Regions from separate parts of the Sus scrofa genome. Here regions 1 and 2 are each linked to region 3. A link is a contact called in public Hi-C data. All regions are on one chromosome and are shown on one strand. The core of a region is the stretch at or near the end of the contact, and the rest is flanking DNA. Distances in the headings are between cores, read along the strand shown.

The links. Hi-C and Micro-C count contacts between places; a contact is called where the count stands out from the background.
Region 1: a contact with region 3 is called in a Hi-C map of fetal skeletal muscle, with 3 times the contacts expected there. The contact joins two enhancer-like sites. A contact is called at or near these places in 10 of 47 Hi-C or Micro-C datasets (embryonic fibroblasts, epiblast stem cells, fetal heart ventricle and 7 more).
Region 2: a Hi-C map of retroperitoneal adipose tissue shows a contact between it and region 3, with 3 times the contacts expected there. The contact joins two enhancer-like sites. A contact is called at or near these places in 1 of 5 promoter capture datasets (liver), 22 of 47 Hi-C or Micro-C datasets (alveolar macrophages, brain, embryonic fibroblasts and 13 more) and 1 of 2 datasets of contacts at active chromatin or transcription factors (skeletal muscle).

What each region holds. Positions count from the first base shown.
Region 1 is chr17:877,924-881,672 of Sscrofa11.1, reverse strand. No RefSeq gene overlaps it. Among named protein-coding and RNA genes, the nearest start is that of LONRF1, 37 kb to the left of the region's middle. Within about 2 kb of position 2,407, at least 3 of the 83 cell types and tissues checked have an H3K27ac peak or open chromatin away from gene starts, as enhancers often do.
Region 2 is chr17:1,136,945-1,140,370 of Sscrofa11.1, reverse strand. No RefSeq gene overlaps it. Among named protein-coding and RNA genes, the nearest start is that of KIAA1456, 78 kb to the right of the region's middle. Within about 2 kb of position 1,765, at least 23 of the 83 cell types and tissues checked have an H3K27ac peak or open chromatin away from gene starts, as enhancers often do. A contact at or near this core is called in retroperitoneal adipose tissue, where this site is marked.
Region 3 is chr17:1,668,118-1,671,705 of Sscrofa11.1, reverse strand. No RefSeq gene overlaps it. Among named protein-coding and RNA genes, the nearest start is that of DLC1, 33 kb to the right of the region's middle. Within about 2 kb of position 1,620, at least 12 of the 83 cell types and tissues checked have an H3K27ac peak or open chromatin away from gene starts, as enhancers often do. A contact at or near this core is called in retroperitoneal adipose tissue, where this site is marked.

The DNA.
Region 1 (3,749 bases), core at 1,158-3,657, 790 kb after region 3:
CGTTCAATGACATTTGTTGAGTCAAGGAATAAATCATAAAAATAAACTAAGCAGAGGAGTTAAATAGAAGAATGCAGACAAATAATGAAGGGTGAGGTGGAGGGTTGAGTTGGAGACCTTTCCTGAGCATAATGTAGAGAGCAGGAGAGGCAAAGCAGGAGGAAAGATGGAGACATGGAGGAGAGATTCAAAGTTTTAACATCCATTGATAGAAGTTTCTTAAGAGTAGAGAAGAAACAATACAAATATTAGCTTGAGTAATGAAATAACATGCGCTTTCTTAGGGACCTAGTTCATCCATTTAAAGAGAACAGTAAGGCCAACTTAGATGACTGAGAACAAAGCAATAATTCAATTGTCTGGCTCATTGATCCACAGGGAAATGGCTAGCTCAATGAGATGTATTTTCTTTCTAAGCCAATGTTTAAATGCCAACATTTTGAAAATGTTAAACATTTTTTATAGATAAGATATTTATGACCTGGTTTACTAAGTGAGCTCTCTTATAGACCTGCCTCCAAATAGCTTTTGGCTGTTCACCAAAATTTAAATGTAAGATTTTTGTTGTTTTTGGTCATAGCAGGATATGGAAAAGCATATAGGCTTCATTTCAAAAGGTGGTAAACATTCACATTTAATCCTCAAAGTCCTGTGAAATAGGTATTGTCCTTGTAAGGATGAGGAAAAGGAAACACTAAGTAGTTATGTGATTTATCAAAGGATTACACAGCTAATATGTGGTGGGACTGACTGAACCCAGGCAATATGTCTAAACTTTTCTGCCACATCAAGACATAAAGCATCTAAGAAGGTTGATGTGTGAAGGGTCTGAAGTGATCGACGGGACTCTCTAACTTAGCAGACTTGGCACTTGGGGGAAGGGTATATATTACCACCATGGAATTAGAACTTGTTTTTAAGCACCTCACCAAGATGGTGATACGGCCAAAGCAGGCTCAGCCCTACATTTCTGGGAGTGGTATAAATTGCTAACAATCTTTTTAGAAAGTAATATTGCAGGATACGTATCAAAGATGTTCATAATCTTCAACTCAGTCTCACTGTTGGGTCTTATCTCTCCTTGTTTCAATTAGCAGAGACCCAAATTAAAAAACCCAGAACAGAACAATGGTATATAGCATTGAAATTGGGAAAATCTCATATGCTCCATGCTTAGAATATCTTCTATATTCTTTGGAATGCCTTTGTTGCTGAGTACTCAATCTCTGATCCCCAAATTTTAATCCACTTTCATTAATTGTCAGTGTCACTGAAATTAGTCAAGACTGTCTAGAGACCTTTCCTTTCAAGTAAAGTAAAGGAGGAAGGGGTGTGTGTGATTCCTGAAGTAAATTTTACTATCACCAACAAATTGAATATGAAGGTAAAGAAGTAACAATATTGCAACATACAGAACAAATCACTGTTGAAGAGCCTAGCAGGCTGGAAGGGTAGGGACAACAAAGAAAACAAAATGGGAAGGTAAAAGTTATAAGAACTTATGCAAGCCAGAGTGGAAGAAAAACATATCTCCAGTTCCAAGAATATTTCCACATCGGTGGAGTTAGAACAGACTTATGAATTACCTCTTGTACTCAAACGGTCAAGCCCAAGATGGTGGTTAAGCAGCAAGTGAAAACAGGCATGCAAAACCAGGTCTCTAGGTCTGCACTATTGGCCTTTAATTGAGCTTCTCTTAAGTACCAGACCCCCTACCATATATATATACACACACACACACACATATATAGATATCTATATAGATATAGATATCTAAATATATGTAGATAGATAGATGTGTGTGTATATAGATAGCTATATATATGCATATATATAAATATATGTATATAGATATGTTGTATGTATATATGTAGTTACATATAGATGTTGCTACTGAAAGTTAATGCAATCCTGGTTTTTTGTTAAGTGATCTAGATTTATACCCGGGTGCCCCAATTTTTTAAAAATAACTTCCCTGTTCTTAGTATGAAAAAAAGTGGTTGAATTTATTCAGTTTCAGACTTGGTATTACACTGTAAATGTATTAAACTATGCCATAAATGCACATATATATATATACACATATATATACACACACACACAAACATATCTCCATATATACATTTATTTTCCCCTTCTTTACAATTAATGTATGTTAGCCCACTTGATATTCTTTCATAGCTCTTTGATGCTCTAGTGTTTTTCCCTTTCCACTTTATGTTGTAGTTTAGATAATTTTTATTGATCTCTCTTGAAGTTTGGGCATTTGTTTGTGTTTAAAGTTTCACTAAGCTATTCCAAAATATTGCTGCCTCCTCATCCATTTGTGTGGCTAAGTGGCTTTGCTGTGACCTTGAACTGACATTAGTCCCACCCACAAGTGCATGCTTTCCGTGACAGCCTTGGAGTCACAAGTTCCTGGTATGACTTGCCCAACATCCCTGGTGATAAACAGTCTTTCCAGATGCCTAGCTTTTTCCATTCGTGTGTCCTTTAAGTAAGAGTCCCTGGGAGCTTACTTAAACCCTGCTCTTTATGATTTGATCCAGCCTTAGCCTGAGCCCGGCAAAGCATTGCACCTGTGGACCTTAATAAAGGCATGTGCCCCAGGTCCTGCTACTTGCACGCCACCTGCATCCTGCTTAACATCACTGTGTGGCCCCTCGAGGCTGCTGTGGACCTCCCCTGGGATCTGTGAGTGATAACCTTCTCTAGCTCACTTTCCCTTTCGATCTTTGTTGAGCTGTGGCTCATCATTTTGACTCGGTACCCAAGGCTCTACTTAGCAAATGTTAATTTAACAAAATCACAACAGTTTGCCTGAGGTTTTTTCTTTGTGTTTGTGTTTTATACTCAGCTTAATTCTTCTCCTGCTACCTGTACTCATAGCAGTTTTTAATTTTTCAGTGCTTACTTGCCTGGTAAATAAGGGGGTTTCTCTCATCTTGCTCCCCTCCCCTCAGTTGGAGACACTCTACTCCAGCATGAACTCTGAAGATGGCTCTGCTGGTTTATTATATAGAGAATAGATTGCCTAAAGCAATCCAGTTTGTGGTGCTTTGCTACTGCAATCTCAGGACATTAATATCACATTCAATTTAGACTGATAAAGAATATGATGCAAAGCCATATGGAAGTGGGTCTGAAACTGGTTGAAAACTTCCTTTTTTCAGATGTAATTGATTCTGGTAGCTGGAGTTGGAATACTTGTAGGTTGAGATAAAATTGCCAAAAAATGAAGAAAGGAAAGGACTTAAGGAAAAATCAACAGATGAGACTCAAAATAAATATGCCTTTGACTCCAGAAACATCTATTCCCAAGTCCATTCAGACTTGTAAATATGAGACAAATAGACATCATCCTCTCATCCCATGGCAACATATCTGAATGATCCTAGCATATACAAGAATATATACTATATATACACACACACATACTAGGTGTTCAATAAATACCTCTAGAATGACTGCCTATCGGGATATAAATATAAACAAATGATTTTGTTACTACTAAGTTGGTTTGATTTTCAAAATCGAAAGATCATTGGGGTCTATGGGGAAACAAATTTCATAAGTCAACCCGAGTTACTTTTATTCTTAATTTTACAAATTATTATGCTATTTCTGCACCATCTTGTTGATAATATATAAGGGTTAAGAATGTCAAATGGTTAGAAAATCTACTCTTATAGCAACTTCCTTTGGAAAGCCAGAAGACAGAAAAGATGCTGGCCTAGTGTCATCTTCCC
Region 2 (3,426 bases), core at 516-3,015, 530 kb after region 3:
CTTACTTCATTTAGTGTGATCATCTCTAGGTCCATCCATGTTGCTGCAAATGGCATTATTTCATTCTTTTTTATGGCTGAGTAGTATTCCATTGTATATATATACACCATAGCTTATTTATCCATTCCTCTGTCAGTGGACACTTAGGTTATTTCTGAGTCTTAGCTGTTGTAAATAATGCTGCTATGAACATTGGGGTGCATGTATCTTTTCTAATTAGAGTTTTTATTTTTTTCTGGATACATGCCTAGGAGTGGGGTTGCTGGATCATATGGTATCATATCTGGTTTTGGTTTTTAATATTGATTTTATGCAAGAACATGTTTTTGATCAGATCTTTGAGCATAGGTCTCTCCAGGCCTGTAACTGGCTATTGCTTCAGTCAGGGGGTAATGGAGCCAGTGATTTCATAGGGTTCTCAATGGCTATAAGGAGACACTCCAAGTAAGGGATTGAGCGGACTCAGTGAGACAGAAAGCAAGCTCCTTTGAAAGAAGCTGAGAGGTGAATCAGATGTTTGCAGAAACTGAAAAGCTGGAAGTATGGATTGAATATGGATCTGAAGCTAAGAATCTAAGATGAATAGGGATAAAGTGACCAGCTAGGATGTACCCTTCCTAGATTCACTTTGCAGAATGTGAATTTACTATAACGTGTATGGTTTTCAGAAGAAGGGACACAGAAAAAGTGGATACCTCTTCTTCTGTTTTGCTTTTTTCTCTCTCATTTCCTGCTAGCTTCCCTTGGCCACCACCCGCCCCCTCATGGCTTTCACCTACCCCCAACCTAACCCTGTCAATAGGCAGGCAAGGCTGATGACTCATGCATTATTTAGAGTGCATGCTGGTGGCACAGAACTGGGTTAGGCAGCTGTGAAAACCTACTGGCTCCCTTGTGACTCTGACTTGCCTTTTCCGTATTAAAATGTGCTGTTCCTCTGCTGCATGTTCCCCAGGGCGCCAAGTGAAAGCTCGCTGTGATTCACAGGATTTTGAAATGTGAAGACTGTCCCTGGATAGGAATGTAGGACCAACTTCTTAACATTTATGTGGTGGTCTATTTTCAGAAGACAGAATGTAGCTGAGACACAGGTCAGAGTTCAGCAAGGAAGATGGAGCAGTGATGATGAAATGCAGTGGTCAGGACACAAGGATGTGGACAAGGATGTGGAAGCCAGGAAACATAAGCTAAAGCCTCTTATGTATCTAAGTCTTAAGATGCTGGTGAGAGACCCTGAAGGCTGCTAAATGTGGTGTATAAACTTGGGCTTGAAACATCTGGGGGCCACCCCAAGAGGGGACCATGTGATAAGTGACATGATTAGGGAACGGGAAGCGGGGTGGTTACAGCAGAAGTTCTGTTGCCCCTGGAACAGAGATTAGAGAAAGACCTCCCCTCCCACTGCCTTTATCCACTGCCCCTCCCAGCCCCATCTGGGAGTAGCACAAAGAAGGCTGATTAACAGAGCAAAGCACATTTTCTAAGCTCCTCACCATAAAAGCCTCAGCACCAGTCCACAAGGGTTGCAGGGATAATCATGGTCAACCATCATCCCTGCCCTCTAGAGTCTTATGATTTCCTAGGAAGGGAGAATTGTCTATAATTTAATGGGTAGAAGGGCTCATGTGGGTGCCCTTGGATGAGCATTTCTAGAGCAGGGAAGTTTTTCACATTTCAAGTCACAGATACACCATCTGAATAAAGTGCAGTGTCCTGCAGAGAGACTGGGGCCTCTGCAGAGTGTCCCTTCTGAAAAACAGGAAGTGGCTAAAGACAAATGACCCGGGGAAGAGAAAATATACCTTTTGGGGGTTACAGTAACTCACGCTTATGGGAAAAGAATGAAACTTGTGAAACAAAATTGTGGCTCCTGGAGGAAGGAGCACTGAGTCAAAGGAGGTGGAACACGGGGGTGGGGGGCAGGTGGGGGAGAGGTGTGAAAAGCTGGGCTCAAGGCAGGAAGAGACCAATCCCAGGACTGAGAGAGGAGCTCCGATGAAGAAAACACCAGAAACTTCCTGAGAGACACAGCCCCCACTGCAGAGGACACATTCCTTCAGCATGAACCATCCTGCTGGGGTGAAGGGGAGGAGAAAGCCAGGCAAGAATTAATTCTAGAGACACTTTCTCAAGGGCGTGGCATAACTTTCCGCATGGCAAAGTGCTTTTCCCCAATGGACCCTCTAAGCCATTCTTTCAAGTTAGATGTGATTTCTTTGTTTTTTATTTTTATATGCTTATCCTTGCCCTAAATCCCTAATTTCGGTGCTGTTTTGGAGGGAAAACATTAGTGTATTCTAGAAGTGGCCCTGTAATACTCTGAAGCAGAAGCGACAGCCAGCTCTTGTGAGCGGGGTATTGCAACCAGGGTGATGTCAATGTCGTATCAGAAATAATTCCACTTTCCTCCTTGTCGCTTCTCCCACCAGCCTCCAGGCAGACCAGGTGGCATCTAGTACATCAGCAGCCCCACGTCGGCCCTCGGGGAGCAGAGTGGCTTCTTGTCCAGTTCCCAGCCTCTCCTCTTAGAAGGTCATTTCCCCTTTGCTTTTCCCCCTGCAGGACTGGGAGCTGCCACCCTCCCCAGAAGGAGTAAGGTAGCCCTTCTTTCAAGTACAAAGAACCATGGGTTCTCCCCTCCTTTTCCTCCCAGCTTTCCAGGCGATATTCCAGTTTTTCCCCAGCCAGGCTACTGGAAACCTCATCTTTCCCCACGTCTGCCCATGAATTACCAGTAGTCACACTGGGTGCACAAATGTGACCCTTCTCATTTGGAGGCCATCTCAGACTGTCCACCTGTCTCTCTCTGTCACATCAGTCTATTTTTTTTTTTTATGGTTATCACAGGACTTGGAAACTACCTTGTATATTTATTTGCAAGTTTATTGTATCTTCTTCTCCCTCTAAAACATTAGGATAATGGAGGCAAGGACTTTGCTTGTCTTATTGATGACGGGGTGTTTAGTGTTTAGAACAGTGTTTGGTGTGTAATAGGTACACAGTCATTTTAATTGTTGTTGAGGATAGAAGATAGAGTCAACTGTAAACCAGAGACTTTGGAGAAGTTAGATATCCCATTGAGCGCTGCCAGAGGGGAACTCAGAGCAGCCACAGGTCACGGGGGCTGAAGGGCCGAGGAAAGAGAAGCATCAAGGTGTGGGAGGGGGGCTAGAGCAGAGGTTCTCAAAGTGTGGTCCTCAGAGCCTGGGGGAGGGCATGTCTCTAAAACCCATTCAGGGAGTCTGTAAGGTCAAAACTATTTTCATGAGCTCATCAAGATGTGACTTTTTCCCTGTGGAGACATTTCCACTGATGGTGCAGGAGCAAGAGAGGATGTGGCATGAACCAAGGCAGAGGCACCATTGTCACCACACACTCACAGCAAAACAGATTCCAGTTTCACTTAAGAATATCCTTGATTGGAGT
Region 3 (3,588 bases), core at 371-2,870:
TAAAAGCTCCTGCCAAAGATAAGCAAAGAATAGGAAAAATTGGAATAGCCTTGTTAGATTTCTGTCATTATGGATAATTGAGCTTTTTATAGTATGATTTAATTTTTACAATTAAAAAACAGAGAAAAGAACTACCGTGGTTGAAAAAAGTTCTACTGCTCTGTTAAAATTTATTTTCTAGTCTACCAAAAATAATCAGATCAATAACATGTTTTTTAAAAATTATGGAAGATACAAGATATTTTGGAAACCAAGGAACAGATTAGTTGACTGTTTCATTTGGGGTTTTTCTTTCACTCACTTTTCAAACTGGAGTTTGTGAGTTTGCCTGATAAAGTTCAATCAACTGGCTCAATAGAGAAGTGTAATCTAGCTTCCTGTGTCCAAGTAAGATTTTTAGTAACACCTTTTAAAATGATGAGATGGCAATTACCTCCTGTACCTCATACCAGTTCAAAATGAAATGAAATTCAAATCCATTACTTGGTTAAAAGGTCACATTCTAGTCCATCTTTGCCAAAATTAAACAACGCTGTAGTTTCCCAGGAATTCCCTATGTTTACAAGTCTTAAAAAATAATTATTCAAGGACATTTCAAAAGTTTGCATTAATTACCAAGAGAAAAAGACATTTTAAGAATAGCATAATAAGTCATAATAAGATCTCCCAAGTACATAAAGTGTTAGGGATGTACAGGAGTTGGTGACCAGCTTGGTTTCCACCAGGAAGGGTGCCTGACTGCAGATCTCCAAGGGCCTTGGCAAAGCCAGTGACCATGCCCTTCCTCAACACCCATGGAAATCCAGCAACCATCTAAGAGGGTGCCTGGAAAAAGATGCCCTGTAGGAGCAGTAATTTAACCTTTTAAAAATTAGGTTTTAAATGTTTTAAAAATTAAGTCCAGGGGCTTTGGGAGCACCTCTCCATTAACCCAAATACTTGCAGCATATTCTAAGTTACAATCATGCATATCATGCATGGAAAAAAATAGTGTGAGAAAGAACAGCTTGATCTTCAAGTAAAGGGTTGACGTCTAAGGATATTTTCTAAGGATTTCAGAAATGAAATGCACTCTCAGATGGCTGCTTTACCATGTTTGATAAGTTAAGGGAGATCATCATCATCCACATATATCCTTTTCTCTCCCCCTCCTCTTCCTTCTCCTTTCCCAGTTCTCCATATGTTTTCGCCTATATGTTTTGTGATTTGAAAGTTCCTAGTGTGTAACTATGTGGGGAAGGCAACATATTCCACAGCAATTGACTCTAATGGATATTATTCCAAATTGCGCTTCCCTGCAACATGCAAAAATTGTGAACTTGATACATCTTAACTGAAAGAGGCACAGAAAGCAGTTAATAAATATTGGTCAAGGCCAGCCTCCTAGAGTATGCCATCCCCGTCTCCATGTCCCAGCCATCACCAGATCGTTATGTGACATTTGAGAATTTGGAGGTCATATACAATTATCTCCAATGTAATAAAGTGGGTTAGAGTAAACATGGGGTGATCAATTAAAGGATAACTTAATCAGAAAGTACCCTTGCCTAAATACTGGGTGCTCTCTCTCTTGCAGTTGGCCATTAAGAACATTATTTGAGAATTGCATAATTATGTAGATCAAAAATGGAAATTGTGTGACAGGTCAGAGGGAAAAACAAGGACGTCAAAATAGAAGAAATCAACCCAAGGATTCTGGATTTTATAGCACCTTCCCAGGGCAAAGTAACCAAAATCAATGTCAAAGTATATCATCCTGATTCCAGGGCATGTTTTAAATGTGCAGAAACTGGATCCAAGTAAACATTTAATAAATATCTACTTTTTTAAAAAAGTAAATAGCTCTGGTCAGAGTCTGCTTGTTCCTTTCCATGGTCCCTCAGAGATGTGAAAGTTCTTGGATCGCTTTCAGGTTCATGCCTTCATAGTCACATGCCATGGAAGTTATTATTGGCCAAGAAATAAGTGCATGCCAATTCAGTTTGTGCAATATTAATGCTCTGGAATGTAAAAAGTGCCAACCATATGAACATATTGCTACAAATAATCTTGAATAATAAAGATCATATTTTTTAACCTTAATACAAGTTTATTTCAATTAAAAATCATCCAGAAGTGAATGGATAACCTGACATCAAGAAATGGCAATATATAAAACATAATCGATTAGTAGCCTTAATTTACTTTGCTATGTGATTCATCACTAACAACTTTTGAATATCCCTGATATATAGTGAATTGAAATCTCAAGCTACTGAATAGTTATTTGATGTTAACAAAGAACAGATTATATTCAGATCTTGTGCAGTTTATAGTGCATCTGATTTTTATTAGTGTTTGGCTGGTTGCTTCCTTAATTCTTCCAATTTTTTTTTTTTTTTACTAAAGTTGTTCTCAGTTGAGTTTAGCAAGCAAGATGAGCTCTCATTTTATTATCAAAGTTTCCAGCACATAATAATAAAAAGCTATGATGTAGTTGTATAAATATCCCAATTGCCTAGCAATAAGAAAGAACATACAAATAAGATAAATAATTATCAACTGAGGCACACTCCAGGAAATTATCCCAGTGTTTTTCTTTTTCAATTCTAAATCTATTGCTTTTTTTCTTCCAAGGTAATGGCACCATTTCTATTTGGAATACAGATATACTTTTTATCACATTCACATTTTTACTGAGTAGTTATAGATGGATATATTAGGTAGATATATTAAGAAAAACAGTATCATAATTAAAAATGTTTGAACATATCTAATGTTTCAGAAATTCTATTACTAATTAGCAATAACAGACTTTTTGTTTGTTTGTTTGTTTTTTAGGGCCACACTCAGGGCATATGGAGGTTCCCAGGCTAGGGGTCTAATAGGAGCTACAGCTGCTGGCCTACGCCAGAGCCACAGCAATGCCAGATCTGAGCCGCATCTGCGACCTACACCACAGTTCACAGCAATGCAGGATCCTTAACCCACTGAGCAAGGCCAGGGATGGAACCTGTAACCTCATGGTTTCTAGTCGGATTCGTTTCCGCTGCGCCACAAAGGGAAATTCAGTAGCAGACTTTTTTTAATGTTTCTTTAAGAAATACACAAAACAGCGTTCCTGTTGTGGTGCATCGGAAAGGAATCCGAATAGAAACCAAGAGGTTACGCGTTCCATCCCTGGCCTTGCTCAGTGGGTTAAGGATCCTGCATTGCCGTGAACTGTGGTGTAGGTCGCAGATGCGACTCAGATCTGGCATTGCTGTGGCTCTGGCGTAGGCCAGCAGCTGTAGCTCCTATTAGACCCCTAGCCTGGGAACCTCCATATGCCATGAGTGTGGCCCTAAAAAGCAAAAAAAAAAAAAAAAAAAAAAGAAAGAAAAAAAGAAAAGAAATACACAAAACATACATGTGGTTTAAAAACTCAAATATTTCTAGAAAATCTAGAATTAAAAACAAGTTGCAGTCCTAATCACTATTTTTCTGTTTCTGCTTTCAGAGACAAAAATCATTTGTTGTTCTCAATTCATTATCTGGTGATTATCTCTTCATTTCTGAATCATGTATTTATACTGAGGTTTTTGTTTTGTTGATTACTGACATTATTTA